Regions from separate parts of the Zea mays genome. Here region 2 is linked to region 1. A link is a contact called in public Hi-C data. All regions are on one chromosome and are shown on one strand. Each heading gives the region's core, a stretch centred on a gene start, on an enhancer-like site or on the middle of the called end of the contact. The rest is flanking DNA. Distances are from core to core; before and after follow the strand shown.

What was found. Hi-C and Micro-C count contacts between places; a contact is called where the count stands out from the background.
Region 2: a Hi-C map of ear shows a contact between it and region 1, with 2.0 times the contacts expected there. The contact joins the enhancer-like site here to the promoter of LOC100191856 in region 1. A contact is called at or near these places in 2 of 25 Hi-C or Micro-C datasets (ear and tassel).

The regions. Positions count from the first base shown.
Region 1 is chr5:94,295,719-94,301,129 of Zm-B73-REFERENCE-NAM-5.0, reverse strand. LOC100191856 (chorismate mutase) reads left to right here and starts at 3,752. Exons shown (of 5, transcript NM_001137280.2): 1 at 3,752-4,181; 2 at 5,309-5,395. The coding sequence starts at 3,981.
Region 2 is chr5:95,074,252-95,079,456 of Zm-B73-REFERENCE-NAM-5.0, reverse strand. No RefSeq gene overlaps it. Among protein-coding and RNA genes, the nearest start is that of LOC100275772, 54 kb to the left of the region's middle. Within about 2 kb of position 2,661, at least 16 of the 20 cell types and tissues checked have an H3K27ac peak or open chromatin away from gene starts, as enhancers often do. A contact at or near this core is called in ear and tassel, where this site is marked.

The DNA.
Region 1 (5,411 bases), core at 2,503-5,002:
CCATCGTCTTGAGCCGATTGTCATTGCTTGTGACTCTTCTCCTTTGTTGAGGATGAACCAACCGAGTTCTCCCTCGATCATTCCTGCTTGGTGATCTTTGTCACTTCGTCCCCTTCAGGCGCCGTTTTGAGGACGTCCCAAATTTCTTTGGCACTCTTCAACCCTTGCACCTTTTTGTACTCCTCTCTAGACAAGGAAGCTAGGAGTATGGAGGTGGCTTGAGAGTTGAAGTGCCTTACTTGGGCGGCCTCATCGAAGTCGTAATCCTCATCGCCCTCTTGAGGTGCCTGCGCTCCAAATTCAATAATATCCCAAATACTTTCGTGGAGTGAGGTTAGCTGGTGCCTCATTTTATCACTCCACATACAATAATCTTCACCATCAAAGTATGGTGGTTTGCCTAAGGGAACGGAAAGTAAAGGAGCACGTTTGGAAATGCGAGGATAGTGAAGAGGGATCTTACTACACTTCTTACGCTCTTAGTGCTTCGAAGATGTTGACTCGACGCCGGAGGTTGAGGGCATGGAAGAATCGGTCTCGTAGTAGACAACCTTCTTCATCTTCTTTTTCTTCTTATCGCCCTTCTTGTGTGACTTGATGGAGCCGGCGGATTCATCTTTTTCCTTGTGCTTGTGGCCGCTGTTGGGGACTTGTTCTTAAATGCTATGAATTAAGAACAAGGCAACATAAAATGTTATATTAATGCCCTTCATCCGCTGAAGCATTATCTCCCCAAGGATTTAATGAACTTCGGACGAAGGCCATGAGCAAAATATCACGAAGGTCACAACTTCGTGATCAGGCTTATAAGACAATGTAAAATGAAATATAAAATATAAAACATTAGAGAAAGATGTACCAAAAACAGATAATATTATTCACATATTTTATTATACAAACCTAAATATTAAAACATAATATTTAGGTACATTTATACCTTCGCCTTGGCAGAAAGCAATAATTCCAGTGTAATGTGTCAGCGATTACAAGATTGCGTGAACAGTACAGGGGTACTGTTCACCTATTTATAGGCATAGAGCGCAGCCTGTGTATAATTACATTTATGCCCTTTACAATCGACTACAATAAAGACACAGAACATCATGGGTCTTTTAGGTCATTTCATCTTTAAGTCGGTTCACCCCTTCGTCTTGAGGCATGTCACTATGCCGAAGCTTTATAGGCGATAGCTTCGGCGCTGCTCTTGAGAGGATCTACCGAAGGTGTTCTCTTTTTTTAGGATCTTCGGCTACGAAGCATACTCCCAACAGCCGCCCTCCTTTGACGGAGTCTTTTCTTCATTTTTCTCTCACGAAGATCCGGGCTTTCCCCCGGTGATCATCTCCCTTTTGGCGTGTTCTCCCGACATTACTTCTAGTTGTTAGACTCTAATGAAGTACTGGGCTTTGATAGCAATTGAAAGTCTCCTAGATGGGGGGGGGGTGAATAGATGAAACCTGTAAATTATACACTTTGAACACGTACTTCACCTAGGGTTAGGATTAGAAACAAATAATAATGAATACGGAGTGCGGAAGAGAGTTCTTCTTGCTATGAGTTGTTCAATCAATGTAGATAACTTTGGGAGCTAACTCATAGGATTGTGAGCAAGAGAACTTTTAGAGAGAGGGGAGAGGGAGAATCAAATCACAAGTTAATGATCAAAGCAAATGAACACAACGATTTGTTTCCCGAGGTTCGGTTCCCTCTCTCAACCGATCATCTAGACCGATTGAGTGCTTCTTCTTAATCTCAAGGATCACAAAGATCCCGCAAGGATCACCACACACTAAGGTGTCTCTTGCTAGCTTTACAAGTCACTTAGAGAGTTTAGAAGGAGATGAAGAAAGCATGATTAAAAAGTCAAGCAACAAGAGCAACAAATAAAACACGAATCACACTATCTCAAGTCACTAATCACTATTGATCCCTTGTCTTAATTGTGGGACTTGGAGATGATTGGAAGCTTTGAATGTGTCTTGGAATGAATTCCTTGCTCTTGTATTGAATGTGGATGCATTGAATGCTTGGGTGTGCTGAATGGAGGTGGTTGGGGTTGTATTTATAACCCCCACCACAATTATAACCGTTGGAGAGAAAGGAGCAGCTTTCTGTAGACGGGTGCACCAGACAGTCCGGTGCACACCGTACACGACACTATTCATTGTCCGGTGCCTGCCACGTCACTCGACCGTTGGCATGTGTAGCAGTCATTCGTTGGATCCGCCTGCCCCTGTGGCGCACCGGACAGTCCGGTGCGACCTGACGCCTGACCGTTTATGACTTTCTGACGGTTTCTGACTCCGGTGGCAGTCGACCATTGGCGAAGTTGACCGTTGGCCGTGGGCTCACCGGACAGTTCGGTGCACACCGGACAGTCCGGTGAATTATAGCCGCGGAGCGCTGAGTTTTTTCCGAGAGCGGTCTGTCCGTTGGGCGCACCAGCCTAGGCACCGAACACTGTCCGGTGCATTGCAGGCTGGTGCAAGTCTGATTCGCCCCATATTTATAGAAACGACCTAAGGGTCCATTTTCCTTACAAATGTATATGAACTTTATGCATCGGAGAAAAGACCAACTAGGCAAACTAGTTAGTCCATAAGTTTTGTGATGGTCGTCAAACACCAAAATCGATTATAGGAGATGGTTGAGGCTATTTCCCTTTCACGTGGTAACGACTACTTCAGTGCGTAACGATTACATCAACGGTAGGGCAACACGTGATGGCCCAAATTGGAAGGTCCCAATCAAGATACCAGAGGCTTACTACTCTTCTCGGTCCGGTGGTGCACCGGACTGATCTAGTGCGCCACTGCGCAGAGCAGTTTTTGGAGGAAACTCCAATGGCTACCACAACACATTCTTGTCATTCTACATAGACCTGATCACTGTTCTGAGTAGTTCTAGACATTCTTGTGAGAGCGTGCTTTCGAGATCTGCATTCTTATGTCGTGTGGCTGTGTTTTGCTCTTGCGTTGTGTTCTACTCCTCCCTCTTGCTGTTATTTGGAGTTGCAACTTCTATTGAACTTGTGTATGACTGCAAGAGACTCCGATCTGTGGAGATCCTTGCGAGGAGATCTATATTTGATAATGAAGATTGTGGGCTTAAGGTGATCATTGGATCACTTGAGAGATATTGAGTGCAACCCTCGTCAGTTGAGACACCACAACATGGAGTAGACAAGCATTTGAGGCTTGATGGAGCCACGAGAAAAATCATTGTGTCTTGTGTGCTCTATTTTCATTAGGATTCACTCTTAAGTTCTTGTTTCATTTTTCACATGTAATATTGCTCAAATTAATTCCGCAATGTTGTGAGCAACCAAGTGCAAGAACTTCTCTCCTTCTCACTCTTATGGATCTAGTTTTGTACTAACTTTTAATTTGTGTGCCAAGTTTGTGTTTAAGTTGTGAATTTCAGGTATCACATATTCACCGCTTCTAGGTGACTATCAACAATACTGTTTTGTTATTTCAGTGTTTTTGATTCAGTAATAGTAGTTTTTTTGAATGTCTGGTCGTTCGATTACAAGGATATTTATACCCGCCACCATATCACGCATACTCACGCTTACACACCTCAAATCTCTCAAATACTCCATTCCACGCTGCTATAGTTGGTGTTAGGCTTGATCAGCCGCTGACCATGTCTTTTTTCTGTTTCCACGCTTGAGCGGTCACTGCAGTACTGCACTTGGAGCTTGGAGATGGAGAAAACCGGTCATCTTGGGTCCCATTGGTGATTGGCCACTCCGACCATTTCCACCAACGGTCTGGACGGGTGGACTGACCACAAGTCGCCGACTCGCCATCCGCGTCAACACCACTGCAACCACCACCGCCGTGTGGGAGGCCCAAACCACGCGCCTTTCCCCACTGCACCAGGCAACCCACCAGCAGGCCGCAGTTCACGCTTGGCTGACGACCGACCCCCATTCGTTCTAGCCCTCCCTCCGACACTCCGATCCATTACTCGCTATGGACGCGGCGGGCGGCGACCAGCTAAGCCTGGCCGCGGTGCGCGACGCGCTGGTGCGGCTGGAGGACTCCGTGGTGTTCGCGCTCATCGAGCGCGCCCGGCATCCGCGGAACGCGCCAGCCTACGCGCCCGCCGCCACCGCTGGAGAACATTCGCTCGTGGAGTTCTTCGTCCGGGAAGCAGAGGCCCTCAACGCAAAGGCAAGCCTCTTCCTTTTTCGTGCTTTTCTTGTTCGTCCCTCAGTTTCCTCTGTTATTAAGACTTGTATTGCCTTGCCTGGATGAGGAACTACGCGGATGGGGCCAAACCACTGCGCTCTCAAGTTCTTGGTCGGGCAGAACCTATCGTTTGTTATTGTAAACGTGGTCAGCTTACCTATGATTCAAGGTGGCAAGATTTTTAAACGCCTAGACACCCCCGTTGGTTGTGTTTGGAATTCAGCTGAAACGTAGAGGCTACAGTTATCGCCATTGCAGATTACCTATTTTTGTCTGGTGAAATGCTCAACTTAGGTTTGATCTAAAAAAAATTTGGTCGGAGAGAGAAAGACCGTCCTCCTGATATTATATTTAAAAATAGATCGAAACATGATTACGGTCGAGAAAATTCTCGAACCGTGGCCCCATCCACTCTGCAACGACCAACCGAAGGGTGGGCGGGTGAGGCACAACAAAGGGATTTTTTTAACCAAGTCAGAAATTTGCCCTCGAGGGGGATCGAGAAGACAGGACCTAGAGGTGGTACTCGGAAGCATTAACCATTACGCTAGATGCCCTTAAGCACTTAGGTTTGATCTAACTAGTAAAGTAAACCAGCTGTAAAACTTCAGTACGAAATAAGTGCTTCTTCTTTTAGGTTCACATTATATGCAATCACTCCTTGATGAAACCCAGATCTTACCGGGGTAGAGATGGATTTGGTTCTTTGAGCACCCTTGACACTTCTCTACATGGCTTTCCACTGTGTTGATTTGAAGAACTGAATCCTATCTCTATTTGTTCGTTTCAAATTCACTTGGCACGAAAAAAATAAAATGTACTTCTTGTTATTTATCTAACTGAGTAACTAATATGATCAATCATTGTTTACTGATATTTCACTGGACAAGGAGAATGCCAAAACATTTATTTAAGTGGTTAAGAATGTTCTTACCCAAGCCAAATATCACAGAGGGTTTAGAGGCTACTGGTGGTATTGCTGCACATATACTGCAGCAATAACATTCTGTGATATCTTCTTCGCAATCTGAATACATGTGTGAATTTTTGTATACTGCAATAGTTAACACTCTTGTGCAATCTCTCAATACAAATGTGAGTTCTTGTAGGCTGGACATTATCAAAAGCCAGAAGATGTTCCATTCTTCCCTCAAGATCTACCCTCACCTCTCTTTCCTACAAAGCCTTCCCCAAAGGTGCACATCATCAGGC
Region 2 (5,205 bases), core at 1,412-3,911, 780 kb before region 1:
CCCGCAGCTGTAGCTGTTCTTCTGCTGGGATGCCGATGACTTCACCGTCCTCTGTGGCGTCCTCGCCCTCTAGTGGAGCGAAGTCTAGGGGTGGTTCTTGTGGTTGTCCTCCGGAGCTGCAGGTGCGGAGGGTGCCTTCGGGAGTTGGTTGATTGTTGCGCTGTCTCTTGCTGAGTGCGTCGTCTTCGCAGGCTTCTTGGTGGGTGGTGTCTGCGAGGGCCTTGCCCTTTTTCTCGGCTAGCAGCGCTGCCTTCGCTGCTTCGTCGACGGATGGGGCTGCCTTCGAGCTAGCTCTCTTGGGTGCCATCGCGGGTGGTTTGTTCGGAGCCCCACGGTGGGCGCCAAATGTTGGAACTTGCTCTCCTGGGCAAGATGATCCAACGGGGAAATGTGGAGAATGCAAACAAGGTTTAACTTGAGATGGCAATTGCTCTGTTAATCCAGCCTCTCAAGGGCACTGTACGGGGGTATTTATAGGTGCCCGAGTGCCCAACGTCTCGATGTAAGGACGTTTATGTCCTCAGGCACCTGGATTATCCCCAGAATATTCCCACAAGAGGGTTACAGACTGTCATTACAGAAAAGCTATTACAAATCGGGCCTGTAACACGCTTCTCCGTGCGGGGCCTGTTACAATAGGCCGAATCCCACGTGGGCCTCCAGGTTGTGTGAGGACGTGGGATGGGAAGACTTCGTCGTAGGCCTTCGTCTTGCAGCGAGGAGGACGGAGGGTGGGCCACACCGTCATCTTGCCTTCGTTGGTGCAGCCTTCCGAGGGAAGGATAGTGTCTTCGCCTTCGCCCCAACAAGCATCGACAAGATCCGCGATCAAGGCCTAAGAAGATGCCTAAGTCGATGGCAAACATGACTAGGGATGGCAATTTAAATCGCAAACGTGAAATCTGACGGGTACCCAACCCTACGGGTGCTGGTACATATGAAGTTTTTGACCCGGAGGTGTGGGTGTAGGTTTTATTTTAACTCACAGGTGACCTGTACCTATCCCAAAATTTAGTTTACACTTTATTTTGCGTAAAAATGATTAACATGCAATGTTAATTATTTAATGTTAATTATTTTGAATAAATAACTTAGCTAATGATTCATGAAATAATTTGTTGTTGTTCAATATAAGAAGACTTAAAATTAATGATATAGCTCAATTATTGTTGGTAGGCGGAGGCAAGCAGGGGCTGCACCTGCCAACAAAATTTAAAAATATGCATATATTAATTAGTCCAATTAAGCTTAATTGGTCAAAGCTCAAACGAAATACAACGCATGATACGCAACTAAACGGAAATCCTATCACGTGATCTCGTTCTTCATGTTTATAAATCGTGAATCCGTGATATGTTGCTGCACGCTCGTATCGTAGTCCTTCTATGCCCATGCGTCGCCCCACCGAGGGCTCCTGTCGTGTCGTTGTTAGTCAGTTTCCGCTACGAACTATCCTGCACCTGTGCATATATGTTGCTTAGTTGACGTGTTATATGTTACTTGGTGAGCATATAAACTATAACTAGCAGATATTACAATGTTATATGTTATATAAATTTCTACTAATATAAGAGAGTGTTTGGTTTAGCTTTCTGAACCAGATTTCCTGCCAAAAATCTAGATTCTCAATCAAACGAGTACAATAGTAAAATAGATTGCTAAAAATGTACTAATTTCTCTAGTTCAATTCAGAATAACCTTCTACCTTAGATTTTCTAGATTTCTGTCATTCATGTTACAAAACTTTCATGTTCTTATAGAATCTATAGTTGATATTTGTTTTAACCAAACAAATTTTAGTTTTTTTACAATCATCAGCTCACAACAGATTTCTCGCATCTCATAGTTATAATCAAATTTTCAGGATTCTATATCTGAACCAGACAGACTGGGGTGCCAAAGATTAGAACCCTACCCACTCGGTTTGAGGTGTTTGGCTTCTACCACCGTAACTTATGTATGTTTGTGTTATATGAAGAAGTGATATTGTAACTATATAGTAATAATTTTAAAATAAGAAACATAATCGTGTTTGAATAAATATCTCATTTGAGCAAAGTCTATTTATATGATATATAGAAACCTTATTAATGTATGGGCAACTAACTAGTATATAATAATATGGCAGAAAGGCCCTCTTAACCAAAATTCCTGGCTCCGCCACCGAATTAGTACTTAATTGTTTATAGTTGAATTATTGTTTAAAAGTCCTTAATGTAGAAAACCCATGAGTGACCTAAAACCCACCTGAAACCCGACGAGTTCGGGTACGGGTTTGGAATTACACCCGTGGGTATGATCGTGAGTGGGTTTAGTTAGACTTCACATATGCGACCGTGGATAGATTTTTCTCCACCCAGCTCGAATCCGAACCATTGTCATTCCTAGATACAAAGAGACAAAAATATGGGTAGACTTATCTTGTTATTATTACGAAACGAAAGAGTACATGTTCGTATTAGCCCACTTAATCCTGGGGTAACACTGCTGCCCACGATATTTGTTCTCCTTTTTCTTTACTTCTACTTTTGGGTCGAGCCCACATTCGTTTTTCTTAACTTTTTGGGCCAATGCCACATTCGTTGCCATAGAGAGACTGTTGGGCCGTAACCTTCTTGCCCCTATACACGGTCTTACATGGGCTGATTCATTGTCATGGAGTGACTGCTGGGTCGTAAGCTTCTTGCCCAACACACAATCTTTTTTCGGCTGATATTGTCGGGTTGCAGCGGTCCTCAATTGGAAAAAAGCTCCAAGTTTATGAGACTACTTGAGCTAGAAGCGGTTCGACTCCCGAGCCTTAGATGAGCCAAATGAAGTTAGTTTTGTTGAGAAACCCTAATAAAAGGTTATGTGGGTAAATACCGAATATACTCTTGAGTGGTCTCACGTCTCTATATAAAGAAGCCTATACCCCTCATAATATGAGAACGACAAAAAGAGACCAGAGACTCAATCCTACATATTGTGTCTTGTGTGTTCTCTGAGTGTATGGATTGCTAGGAAAGAGAACGAGGTTATATAACTTCTCGCGCTTCTACTGGTGACGGGAGCGAAGAAAGCGGATCTAGTGATACGTGGTAACATAGTTCTCAACAAGTTTTTGGGCTTTTGTTATGTAGCTAGAGTCGAGCCAGCTCGTTCAAGCTCTTGAGCTGGCTCACGAGCTAGGTCCAAATTGATTTAATAGAGACTAAGAGCCCAAAAATTTGGATACACAAATCTACTTAATTTTTTTTCATTATATGTTATCTACATTGCTCGATCAATTGATTTTACTTAGCCTATGCTTTATTATTCATGTGCATTGCCTATACTAGTTATCTTCTCTAGAATCAAGAAGCAAAGCAGGCCGACTTGCATGCCAGAGTCAAGCCTCTACCTCGAGATCGTAGAAACGTTAAATCTAACCGAGCTCAGCCTGCTCATGCATCGAGTCGAGCTGAGTCTGGCTCTTTTACAGCTCTAGTCCCCATTTAATTGTCATCCCTGCTCGTCACACCCGGTTTTGGACGACAAACCGAATGTAAATCATGTACGTGCCAGGATTAGAAATTCACGTACACAGCGATTACATAATTGGACATTATTACACATAGCTCAAAATAATAGCGGAAATAAGTACTTATTACATCATGATGTCCAAGACATCCACAGAGTCATTAACTTAACATAGATCAAAGTGCGAACACGAAACATAGTACGATAAGGCCTTCACAGGCAGCTGACTGGGGGTTCACCACTAAACACAACTATAATTCGTCGAAGTCCTGAAAGTCCTCCATGTTGCCTTCATCTTCTCCTGAGCACTTATTGCAATAGGGACAACCTGATGTTGGGTGGTTTTTAAAGCAAGGGTGAGTACACATCAACGTACTCAGTAAATGTCCCGTTTGGCTAAAGTGGACTAGCTGTATGTGGAATTAAGCTTGAATCAGTTGCTTTTAGTTGGTCAGGTATTTATTACTAAATAGAAAACCAAGTTTTAGTAATAAACCCAAGTTATTACCCAAATGGCACTCCCTCAAAGAGGAAATACCAAAATACCATAGTTATAATCGTCATCATTAAACATCATCATAAAAGTATCCAGAGTAACTCTAATCAAAGGAGCTCACAAGGCTGCTCATAATCATGGGCACAACTAATATACCAGTTTCCAACACTCTGCCGAGGTTGCACACTTTACGCACGAGTCGTGATCCCTTCCCAGCCTGGGTTGTATAGACCCGATCTTCACTACCCAGGTGAATGTCCAGGGATTCACTACGTAGCCTTTACAAATATTCCCAGGGGTCATAATCGTCAATTAGGTTTCTCCAGTTTGATAAACACAGTACCTCTCCCGACAGGAAGGGTGACTAACAAAAGCAACATGAAAGAACCTCAACAGAGCAAGTATTGTGCCCAGACCCCATTGATGGCACAACGATGAAGCCGACTACACCTCAAGTTCATCTAATTAATCAGCTAAGGGCGTCCCATTCCACCCTCATGGTTGTGTTTTTTTCCCGGGTGGTCATCCAATAAACAAGTCCTTATGGAGAGGTACTCGGGAAACAGCCCGAGGCACCTAAAGTATCACAAGTTCATCATTAATACCAGAATAACATCATCGTATCATAAATATTCTCATCAAGTTCATTGATTAAAGTAAAGCAGTAGCATAATACTAATCATAATAGCCAGTTCCCAAAGGGTAACCAAGGACAGGAAAATAGAATACTAGTCAATCCTTAGGTTGATCATAGTATGCAGGACAATGAATTATAAAATAAGTAGGACATAATGGGTCAGAGGACACTTGCCTTCACCAGGTTGCTCCTCAGGGAAGTCTCCTGCAACACACTCGGGAACCACGGACTGCTTGTTGTCTACGCAAAGCAATCATTCATTCAACACACTTGGGGAACAACAAAGAACATTACACCAAACATATTCAACAGATCAAACACATGTTTAGTAGAAAAGTACAGGTACACAAGTAAACTCTAGGTTCTAGGGTAGATCACTATGTTTAAGGGTCTACTGTTCTCTGACTAAGTTTATCTCAGTAAATTACTTCCCTAACTAGGTCTATCTTAATATATTACTTATTTAATTAAAGTTATTCCAGAGATGGGATCATATATTAAATGAGATTATTTCCACAAAGTTGATCAATTGACTATTCCTTACGGTTTTACCTTTTTATTTTATTTCCAA